Linked DNA regions of Lactuca sativa: region 2 is linked to region 1. A link is a contact called in public Hi-C data. All regions are on one chromosome and are shown on one strand. Each heading gives the region's core, a stretch centred on a gene start, on an enhancer-like site or on the middle of the called end of the contact. The rest is flanking DNA. Distances are from core to core; before and after follow the strand shown.

The links. A called contact is a pair of places that touch in the nucleus more often than the background predicts.
Region 2: a contact with region 1 is called in a Hi-C map of leaf, with 6 times the contacts expected there. The contact joins the promoter of LOC111905713 here to the promoter of LOC111905716 in region 1. A contact is called at or near these places in 2 of 4 Hi-C or Micro-C datasets (bud and leaf).

What each region holds. Positions count from the first base shown.
Region 1 is chr2:216,464,714-216,470,604 of Lsat_Salinas_v11, forward strand. LOC111905716 reads right to left here and starts at 3,968. Exons shown (of 3, transcript XM_023901438.3): 1 at 3,463-3,968; 2 at 2,986-3,363; 3 at 1,951-2,758. The coding sequence starts at 3,882. The coding sequence ends at 2,132.
Region 2 is chr2:216,740,163-216,746,835 of Lsat_Salinas_v11, forward strand. It overlaps LOC111905713, which reads right to left and starts at 1,872. Exons shown (of 4, transcript XR_006188564.2): 1 at 1,134-1,872.

The DNA of each region.
Region 1 (5,891 bases), core at 2,718-5,217:
AATAGTCTTTTTAAATAAGACAGTGACTAAACACGCAACAAAAACAAATATTAGAAATCTTCTGAATTAAAAAAAAAAAAAAAGTTATGACCAAAGGTACAAATTCCTTTCAATAAAATGGTCTAGTGAAATTTACTCTCAATAAAAAGGTTGGGAATATGACTTATCAAGGTAATTAACTTTTCGGTATGTTCACATCTGGGTAACTATCTTTTTTTTGTACATATGTATGTAGCAAACTTTTTGGAGTGTTCACATATGACCATTATGACCTGCTATAGCAGGTTAAATCCTAGATGTGTACAAAAAAAAATAGTTACCCAAATATGAACAAAACGAAAAGTAAAAATTAAATTACATGAATGGTCCCTGTGGTTTGAGGGAATTTGTGGTTTTGGTCGCTAACTTATTTTTTTTTTAACTTAAATGGTCTGTACTGTTTTTTTATTGCGCGTTTGGTCCCCGTCTTACCTAAAAATACTATTGTGCCCTTATTAATTTATTTTTTTAATTAATTTTCTTATCTATGTATTTATTTTTTACGTATTTAAAAAAATTAATAGACCACACATATTTGTATCTCCTCGGATGATCCATACTATTTATTTTTTAATTAATTTAATTTTTTAACTCGAATGGACTCTACTATTTAATTTTGTTACGAACTTGGTCTCTATCTTACTTAAAAAGACTATCGTGCCCTTATTAATTTTTTTAATTAAATTTCTTGTTTATGTACTTATGCTTTATATGTTTAAGAAAAATTAGTAGACCCCAAATATCTGTATCTCCTCACCATCCCATCTTTCATCCTTCTCAACTTCTATTTATTTTTCATTTTTAGTGATATCGATGTTTTCATCATCACTTCTTTTTTCGGTCCTACAACTCCGTCGAATCAACACCACAATCCACTAAAGATGAAGAGACAGTAGATTATGGTGTTGGTTCGTCAGAGTTGAAATATCAAAAAAAAGGACGGTGAACACGTCGATGTTACTAAAGATGGAAAAGAAATAGAAGATGAGGAGGATCAGAGATGAGATGGTGAATGGTAAGACTCAAATTAAATTTCTCAAATGTGGTTTCAGGTTTACGGTGATGAGATACATATATGTGGGGTATATTAATTTTTTTATAAAAAATAAATACATAAATAAGAAAATTAATTAAAAAAATTAATAAGAGAAAATAGTATTTTTAGATAAGACAGAGACCAAACACGTAACAAAAATAAACAGTAGGGTTCATCCGAGTTAAAAAAAATAAATTAATTAAAAATAAACAGTAGGGATAATCCGAAGAGATACAAATATGTGTGGTCTATTAATTTTTTTTAAATATGTAAAAAAATAAATACATAGATAAGAAAATTAATTAAAAAAATAAATTAATAAGGGCACAATAGTATTTTTAGGTAAGACGAGGACCAAACGCGCAATAAAAAAACAGTACGGACCATTTAAGTTAAAAAAAATAAGTTAGCGACCAAAACCACAAATTCCCCCAAACCACAGAGACCATTCATGTAATTTAATTTTTAATTTTCGTTTTGTTTATATTTGGATAACTATTTTTTTTGTACACATCTAGGTAACAAACTTGTTGAAAGCGTTCACATCTAGGATTTAATCTGCTATAGCAGGTCATAATGGTCATATGTAAACATTTTCAAAAAGTTTGTTACCTAGATATGTAAAAAAAAAATAATTACCCAGATATTAACATACTGAAAAGTTAATTACCTTCATAAGTCATATTCCCAAAAAGGTTTGCAAAGCAGCCCTAAAAATGACTGTTATTATCATCATCTCTAAACGGCGAGCCGTCATCACGCCGTCATCACAATATCGAGGAGCCATAAAAGGAAGTGAGGAACCCATTTATTTTGTATGTTTATTTATGTAGAAGAGATTTTCTAAAATCATTACGATCAATCTACTTTATCTATTATGGCACAACAAAAATAAACATATCATTTAGGTAAATAAACTTTTAGTAAAGAATCCGACTAACATCCTATATAAGATCGTCTAAGAGCACAAGCTCAAACGATTCACTATCTATAAATATTATACAACTTGTACAATAAAATATGTACAAAACATGATATAATCAAACAACAACAATGTCACAAGTCCCCAAAACCATCGGAATCAATCGCCACAATCTTATGAACACCAAACCTAGACGAATTTCCTCGGCTCCTGGAGGCAAACTTGGTGCTTCCAATAAATTTGTCACCACTCGTGGCATCATGAACAATTTGCTTATCATCCTCCTTCTTCAAGTCACTTGGTGGCAAGAAACAGTCATTTGAAAGACCCTTTATGTTGAAATCCACCTCCTCAATCGTCCAAATCTCCTCCATTTTTGTCTGTGAATGGCTTTCAGAGTCCTCACCAAATCTAAACAATGAAACCGTGGTTTGACCACCGTGAGCTATGTTGACTCCATCGATGGTCCGGTAGTCTTGGATTAGTGACTCCATGGTTGTCTCCCAAAACACACTATCACTTCCAGGTGTGTTTATTCTTATGAGATGTGAATCTTTAAGTTGGTATAAAAGACCTGTTTTTTGACTAAAATACCCCCAAATTGTGTGCTTCATGATCTCTACGTTTGTACTGCTTCGTATTTTTAGAGTCGAAAGCTCGGCTTCCAGCTTTAACACAAAGCAATCTTCCCCATTGATTGTCTTCTCCCCTATGCAAATCGAATTGTTGAACAAATTTGCGGTTGACTTTGGGTCAAGACCCTGTAAAAATCAAGAGTTGACTTTAATTAGACATGAGATTGGAACAATTAGCAGCTAAGACGTGTGAAAGACGTGCTCCACTACTAACGATCATGGTTGGCTGATTGAAATGGGACCCAGTTTTGGAGAAATTAGAGTGATCAATTTGGGTGGCAAAGACTTTGGTAATTTTCTTTTCCTAAAAGTCAAAGTTAAATTAAAGACCAAGTTTCAAAATTGAATTTTACCTGTAAGGAACGACGAAGAGGTCTGGGGGGGCCTCTAGATGCATGAGAATGGTGCCACGGTGTCTGTCGCCACGCCACCTTCCCGTCGCTGCCGGCGCTGATTTTGTAGCCGGAAAGAACCAGTTCTAGAGACCAAAGGTCCGGTCTTTTTTGCCATAACACAAACCCACCCATCTCACCGCCGCCGTTTTTAATGTTTTTGGCCTTCATCGCCTTACCACCACCGCAGTTCATAGTTACTCCGTCTTCGGCGATGCACTCTGACGCCACCATCTTCACCGTCCCTACGGCGTACATGTTTTGAACTAAATTCAACGCCCTTTCTCCTCCCGCCGCAGCTACATATTGTTGCACGATGTATTTAGCCATTGAAGCCTCCTACATAAGTCAGATTCAATACTTCATTAGCACCAATCAACAAAGAGAAAACTAAATTACATATTCATTCAATTCAAGAAATCTTGGAATTGGACTTACGATGGGGTTATCTGGATTGATAATGTTGGGGTGGCCAGAAGAGATGGGAAGAGGGACGAGGGGAGCTCCGACGACTCCGAGCAAGAGCTGAATTTCAGCGTTCCGACCACCGTAGTCAGAAAATTGGCGTCTTTGATCGGTGGAATGAGGTTTCATCCACGATTTCAAGGTTTTCCAAGAGTTGGTGTTGTGGTTGATCTTGCTATCATCGAAGGTTTCCTCCGGTATCGGAACTTCGAGCACTGTTTCAAGAGCATCTTCGTTGTCTACGTTTGGGCACAAGGTCCTCATCATCAGGTTGAGAGAGAGAGAGAGAGAGAGAGAGAGAGAGAGAGAGAGAATTGAAGTGGGAACTAGTAAAGGGGGAGTGTCTTGGGTTCGAAGGGATAAATAAAGAGTGGAGAATGACCAGCCGACCATCGGCCGTCGTTCTAACGTGCAACCTTTTTGTCTAATCACTAATGTCGTGTCCGCACGCTCACTCTTTTTCTTTTTCTGTTTCTCCCCTTCACCAAAGTCTTTCCTTTTTCTTTGTTTTATAATCTTTATCTTTCACAAATAAGTGGATTAAATTTACATCCAGATTCTTTAATTATAAAAATTAAGATCCTTTATTAGATTTAAATTTTAAACCCAAATCCTGTTGATAATGCATCTGACCCGGTTAATCTAGATTAGAATTGACAATGATACAAACATTCTTCTTTTATATATATATATATATATATATATATATATATATATATATATGATTGAGATCGGTTGAGAACTCATAGTTTTCCGAGAATCCGAGAACTAAAAGTGGAGCGTTTGATCAAAATTAATTCATTAAGGACATAACTGTGATCTTACCAATCTCAATTAATGTTTAATTTTTTGTGTTATTTAACATATTAATATAAATGTCTAAAAATTTACATCATAAATCAAATTTTCATATTTTTTATAAAATAGTATTTTTCGTTTTTTTTAGAAAATGCAGATTTTTTTTTATAGAAAACATGAATTGTTGAAAAAAAAAATTGAAAAAATATTTTTTTAAAAAAACTATAATTTTTTCAAAAACCTACAATTTTTTAAAAAAAGCTGCATTTTTAAATAAAAAAGCTGCAAATTTTTCAAAAAAACTGCATTTTTTTAAAGTAATTTTTTAGGTGCATATTTGCATATTTTTTAAAATGCACATATGTAAATTTCTTATACTATAATATTCGTAAGTAAATCACAACAAATCTCATATTTATTAATTAATTTATAAACATAATAGTACAAGTATTTTATTCGATACAAAATAAAATATAAAAAATAAAAAATGTTACAAATTTCAAAACGTTTTCATATCTTCATGTCAATATTTCCATATTTTCTTCAATTTACCATTTTTCATCTCTTCAATATTCACCACAATTTCTTTCAAATCTACAAGAAAAAAAAACGGTTGATGCAAAAACACTCATAAAAATACATATGTGATTTACATTTGAATCACATGTAATTCATATGAGAATTACATGTGAATCACATCTAATTCATATATGAATTACATCTGATTCAAATGTGAATAACATATGATTTACATGTGAATCACATCTACTTCATATATGATTTACACGTGATTCATATGTGAATAACATGTGATTTACATGTGAATAACATATGATTTATATGTGAATAACATGTGAATCACATGTAATTCATAAGTGAATAACATGTGATTTACATGTGAATAACATGTGATTTGCATGTAATTCATATGTTAATTACATGTGTATCACATGTGATTCATCTGTGATTTACATGTGAATCACATGTAATTTACTTAATAAGGTTCGAAAAAAATCAAGAAGAGAATTAAAAAAGTTACACAAGGTATTTTCTAGAAGGTTGTCATTGTTGGTTCCAACATCAATCATGATAGGAAGAACCTGTTACAATACAAAAAAAGGAAAAAGATATATGTTTGCAAGCGAGAAATTTTTGAAATATGTATATATTGAGATAGATAATGTGCAAACATTACCCTTAATGTGTAATAAAAGGAGGTACATACCAAAGTGAATGGCCAACAACAATCAATACTTTACCATAAGCTCACTAAGTAACTCCTTAGGTGTTGCAGTTGCAAAGTATAATTAACAATAAAAAAGGAAAAGGAAAAGTATGAAATATCATATAATTTAAAAATTTTAACCCTGTAAATCTTTCATATTGTTCTTAAGCCTACCCTATAAACATTTCCACCCCTGTAACAATTTTGGCTCCACATTCTCCTGCTTCCCTAAGTAATCTGGTAATTTTAGGTGTGTAAACAACATCAAATACCAATGCATACTTTTTTTACCAGTGGACTGTACCACTCTATGCATATATGATCCTTATATGAAGTACACCAAATTACATCATGCTTGAGGGAGGAAATGGAAATAAAA
Region 2 (6,673 bases), core at 622-3,121, 270 kb after region 1:
TAACATAACAGGTTATAGTGTGTTTGGGACAGATGTCAGAAGGGACAAAAATTACAATTTTTTATCCCACCAAATTACTTGTATTTAACTTGATATGCACTTCGAGCTAATTTACTTCCATTCAATAAGACGAGAACATAAAGCAAGAAAAGGAATAAGAATAAGAAGGAAAGAACGCCCCTAAAAGCATCAAAGCTTGAAGCACTTACGTATTAAGAAACTAAGAAATAGTGTAATTGATATTATTGTTATTATTAAGTGTTGTATAGCACCTGATGCGATGAAAACTTCCAAAATTGCCAAACAAATTGAACCAACTACTGAAAAGATCGTCGAAGGTGACTTTGTCCATGAAACCGGGATTCCAACATTAGGAAAGATGCCATTTTTAAGGATAAATACAAGAATCATATGTCATATCATATGAGCAAGTGTAATACGAAAGAGTCTTTACGCTTTTAAAAGCGATTATGTTGATTTGAGTCAAAAGCCCACTTGCAGATAACAAAAGAGAAAGCTAAAAAGAAAAGAAAGAAAGCAAATTCCAACACGATTAAAGCCGAACAAACCAATTCAAAGTTTTTTTCATGCATAAAACACACACAGGAACACAGGGTGTCGACTCCTTTTTTAGCTATTAGATTCGGTTCATTTCATAATAACCTGCTTTTTTTACACTTCATTTTCTGAATTATTCTATTTTTAAAGTGTTGACTCCTCGTTCTTCACCATTTAAACGTTTTTTTTCACCAAAATCTGTAGTTGTTGCTTCTTATTACATTGCATCTGGACTTCTCTTAATTACCTCAATAATTGAAAAGAGAAACAGAGTAGTTCAAGGGTCAACCAAATCCAACTATCAAGAACCTTAGAATGACAAAAACGCGTAAAAAACACATAGACAACGTTATTTCTAATACAGAAGAAAGACCCAGATCAATCAAAAAGGAACTTGAGCACTTGACATTATATATACAAGAAAGAAGCAAATGAATCTTGATTTTAGTCGCTAAAAATTAAATCTTGAGAGGATTTATCATGGTTTTGAGTATGAAAGATGGAAAGATCCAAATGGGTATGTGTATAAAGTTATATAAATGGAATCTTGGAAGCTGAGTTTGGTGAGTACTTACTTGTTGCCCTTGATCTTAAACCAAGCTTCAGCGCAATGTTTATGAGCAGCAGCTAAATCATCTTTACAAGAACAACCTAACTCAATGGGAATCCCATTTTCAGATTCTGGATTGGTTAAATCAAGACTCAAATGACAAATTCTACAATCCCTTTCAATTTTTGACAAATGTACCTTACTGCCCCCATCACCATGGACCCCACCACCACCACCGTTTTCCAGATCCACCACCGAGAAATCTGACACAGAGGATTGCCTCCCTTTCTCCTCCTCCTCCGAAGATGATGACGACACAACACCTACAATCTCAGTGGTGACTGTAGTACTTTCTTCACTAGCATCCGATGACCGTGAGCTACGGTCTCCGACACTGGTGGTGATTGATTGACGATGGGTATGGTTTCCGCCGCCTCCACCGGCCTCCAAATCGAGATGGGTTTCTTGCAAAGTTGCCATTTTTGGAGATCAAGAAAAGAGAAGTTGTTTTTCATGTAATGGATTCGTGAAACTGAGACCATGAATGCTTGAGGGCACCCTTGATCTCTTTCTCTCTCACTCTCGCGTTCTGTTCAAAGAGCTCTTTCCCCTTTGGTTATTAATAAATCAGGTGATAGCCATGGTTGGGAAGAGAGAAAGCTTCAAAAATACCGATGAATCTATGTAAGAATTAAATAGTAGCACACACAACAGGCAACAGCACAGTAAACAGAGAGGGGGGAAAGAAAGATTTAATTACTCGTGATTTTGCCTCCTCCAAGTTTTTTGCTTAATTTATCATCCACTAGAATAAGATTGATTCCCTCAATTTCCTATCGTTTATTACAAAAAAAACAAAAAACTTAAAAACTCTTATATATAACCGAAACCTAAAAACCAATATAAACCGAATGATATACTATTAATTATTTGGTGTAGATTATTCGGTTAACCCGAATCAATCTTATTTGGTTTTTTTAGGTTAATTTTCAATAATTTAGTTAATCTTATATTTAAAATTTTATAACTATGGAATTTAGTTTGCATTTGTCAAAGGTTACTGATGTAACGAAATGCGCGAAGGAGTTTAGAATGATCAGGCTTCAAGTTGCTAAAGAGGGATCTTTTGGTTGATGAGCGTAGGTCAAAATGTAAGTTATAACCGTTTATCTATCAGCAATCAATTTTTTTTTTAATATTTTGTTTATATTAGAAAAACTCTTACAATTTCAGTTATCTTTCACATTAACCTAAATATCCATGTTTTTTAAAAAATTACCGATTGTTTTGTGACTATTTTGTGGCATGATATTTATCTTTTTCGTTTTTAGGTTAGCATATAACAAAAATAAATGGAGTTGCATATTGTTTAAGGTAAAACATAAGAAATATATAATTTACTCAACGACTATTTGCTTAAGCAAAAATAAGTGACATCGTTTATTTTTTTCTATGTCAATCTAAAAAACGGACAAGGTAAATGTCATGTCACAAAACAACCCGATAACTTGTTAAAAAATGAATATTTTGGTAAATTTGAAACAAAACAACCTGATAACTTGTTAAAAAATGGATATTTTGGTAAATTTGAAAAGTAATTGAAAATATAAGGGTTTTTGCTGCATATAAATAAAATATATTGGTTTTTACGAATGCTGGTAGATAAATAGTTGTGCTTTTTTGTATTTTGTCCTGTAATTTTCATGTATATTTGATCGCAACAAAAATTTAAGGAGAGTCATAAACTGGCAACCCATGATAGGCTCACGATTACGGTCATATGCCCAAGTTAGATGGTATAAACTCAAGAGTGTACAGTGGTTGTTATGACTTTACTTAACTCTCCCATAAAGGTGATATTGATAGTGTTGGTATAAGATGACAATATATGTGGTGTAAAAAACAATGACAAGATGTGTTTCTGACAAATATGTGTGTGCTCCTTGTAGGAGGTAGATGGAGCACGGTCGTATGGTGGTTGTAGAGGCTCATGTCGCTAATGGATGTCTACGGTTAATGGTTGGTATTTTAGCGAATCGCGATTAAGAGTTAGACACTTGGGTGAGAGTGTTTGTTGTCTTAACCTTCCAAGCTAGAGTGTTATTGATTAGTGTGGTCGACAACTCTCATGAGAGAACAATCACTCACATCTTAGTAAATGAAACCACACATAACCCATGACATGAATAATAAGACTTCGGAAATCACCATTATGGGCCCTAGAAGAAACTCGAGGATAGTCAGGCTTCCATATTCACTCTCAAAGTAATGCAATATCCACTTAACAGTGGAGGAACCCAAATGTCGAATCATAGCGCGATTTGCAAGCTTTCTAATGTAGATATAGATATGAAATTTACTTTGCGAATTTTCTAATGTTAACATTCAGCAAGTTGTTAAAATAGGTATTGGTTTCTTTTACAAGTTCAAATTCTTGCTTTTAATAGTAAACAAGTGTTAAAGTTGATCACACTGCATTTTATTAAACATCCCCATTATCCAATAAAAAAATTGGAAATTAATATTTATTTGGTTTGCCTAGTTAATTAAACCGAAACTAAACAACAAACCGATTCAACTAAGTCTTACTTGGTTCATTTACGATTAGTTTAATGATGTTAAAACTCGATTAAACCAAAATACAATTAAACTATGTCAAACACCCCCCCCCCCCCAAATACACACACATTACATGAAATACATATAAAAATATATAAACATGATAATGGTCATTTAATATAAAGTAATTACATGAATCATCCTTGTGGTATGTTCTAATATGCATGTTTTATCTCTAAGTTTTGTATTTTTCACTCAGCCCGTCCTTAATTAGTTTTAGACTTACACGTTTTATCTCTGAACATCATATAAAGATGTTTTTTAGGAGTATAAATATGTATTTTGAAATAAAAATACATATTTATATATTAATACTTCTAAAAACTTAAAAATACATATGTATATTTTTTATACTTCTTAAAGCATAAAAATGCATATTTATACTTCTAAAGAAGTATATATATATATATATATATATATATATATATATATATATATATATATATATACTTCTAAAAAACATAAAACTATGTATTTGTGTGTTTAAGTATGTATTTTCACGTATTTATGCTTCTTAGAAGTATAAATATGTATTTTTATGTTTTTAGAAATATAAATGCATACTTATATGTTTTTAGAAGTATAGATTCTTTTTTAGAAACATTCAAATGTATTTTTATGTTTTTTAGAAGTATAATTACATTTTTATGAATATAAATACATATCTATACTTATATAGAAGTATACATATGTATCATTTATATTTTTAGAAGTATAGAAGTATAAATATGTATTTTTTTTTTCGTTTTTATAAGGATAACTTTATAATGCATAAAAACATGCATATATACTTCTACAAAATATATTAATATTAAAAAAACACGCGTTTGATTGATACACTTCTAGTTACGTAAATATAGTTATGTGTGTGTGTGTGTATATATATATATATATATATATATATACTTCTAAAAAATATATTAATATTTTGAAAAAAAAACATAAAATACGTATTTATACTCCTCATAACAAATATTTACAATGTTTATCATATATATTAATATTTTGAGAAAAAGAAAACTTAACGGTTTTTTTTCTGTAAATTTGATTTCATGGTAACTTGTAAATCTATAATTGCTATTACATGTAACAAGTGTAAAAAAAAAACTTTACGTTTTAAGGAACAAAAAATCATCATAGAAATAAAACCAGTAATATTTGACAAACTTACTTTAATGTCGAAAAGCCTAAAAAAAGATTTTTATGTGTTTTGGGTGCATTTTGGAAGAAAGAGAAGTACAATCTTGTTGATTGTTGAAGCTCGAGCTTGTGGATCCATAACCTACATTGCTTCTCTCAACTCTAGAAGGTATAAAGCTGGAACCTTGATGATTCACTTGTTAGATCTAGCTAGTTTTGTGAATTGAATAATCACCTAATTTTTAAATGAAGATTTTTGGTTGAATTTTGGGGCATTACATGTTGGTATTAGAGCCCTGGTTTGAGAGAATTGAATGAACATTCATGTGAATCCAGACTCAAACTAAGGATTTGTAAAAGTTTTCAAAATTGATTTCAAAATTATTTTTAAAAGTAACCAAGGAAACATGAGATGTGTACGATCAGCCGGAGTAGGAAAGTATACCTCAAATTACCCATGTTGTTGATGATTATGATATAACATCATGCTAGTAGTAGGTTATGGATCTTCAGGAGTTGCATGATAGAATGGTCTGATGTATGATGCTTGATAGCCTTGGAGAACTTCGTGTATGTTAGATGGAATTGACACAATTATTGTAGTTGCTTAGTGTGTACATCATAGTTGTACATAACTAAGATTTTATAGCCTGAGAATGTTTGATTTAGCTTTATTTCATGTTTCTTGTTTAGTTGAGGGCTTAGGGTACACTCAAGTATTCGACCGTCTATGGAATCCAATGTTATGTATGATTAGCATGCTCGAGTGGTTGCAGGGTTGGTGGAAGTTCTATGAGTGTGTGATGGTAGCAAGCCAACTTGAGGGATGATTATACACTCTCGAGAAGGTGAGTATAGGATGTATGTGTATCCTATTCGTGTGTTTTTGTATTCGGGTGGTCTGTGACAAACCATTGAGAAAAATACAGGTAGGTGTGGAAAGTAGTGTGTGTCCGTACTACTGGAATCATAAGACCCATACGCGTAACAAGGAAGTTACAAACCCAGAGGGTTTAGTTTTCTATAATGGTTGTAATATCATGAATTGTGGCATTTCTGATATATTTTGGTTCATTTTCAGTATGGTGTTCACGAGAGGATCTTGTTCAGGAGTTGGCGGCCCGGAGAGGCCAGATTTGACAGTTGATGACATCCGCAAGTTGATACCAACTAAGGCAGCTGTTGTTGCTGCTACATATGTTGTTGTTGTGGGGGTTCAAGGGAGAGGATCATTCCAGTATCAGGACTTCAGCAACACGAAACCTTTGGAGTTTGACAGGGTCAAGGACCCGATTGTGGCTATGAGGTGGTTGTTCGATGTGGAGGGTTGTTTCTTTACTTGTTCCTGTCTGGAGGACTGGAAGGTCAGGTGCACCCCGAACCTTCTTCGTCTGGGTGCGAAGGACTGGTGGAACCTGGTGAGTGGTTCTTATACTCCAGAGCAGAGGGTTGATGTTACTTGGGGGCAGTTTTGGGAGATGTTTTGCACGAAGTATGTTCCTTTGGTAGAGAGAGAGAGAGAGAGAGAGAGAGAGAGAGATGTTTGCCCAAGAGTATCTGGCGTTAAGGAAGACGTCAAAGTCGGTGACTGAGATTACCAAGATGTTTATTGAGAGAGCCCTTTTCTGTCCTGAGTATTCTGCATCGGAGCAGGCCCAGAGGGCGCGGTACTTGAGCATGTCCAAGATGGAGATTCGATAGTTTGTGTTTACCCTAAATAACATGGCATATTACGTTTCTCTTAATGACATATCCGTGTCGGGAGCCCAAAGCGGACACAATATTGTGATACGTGCCAAATGGAGA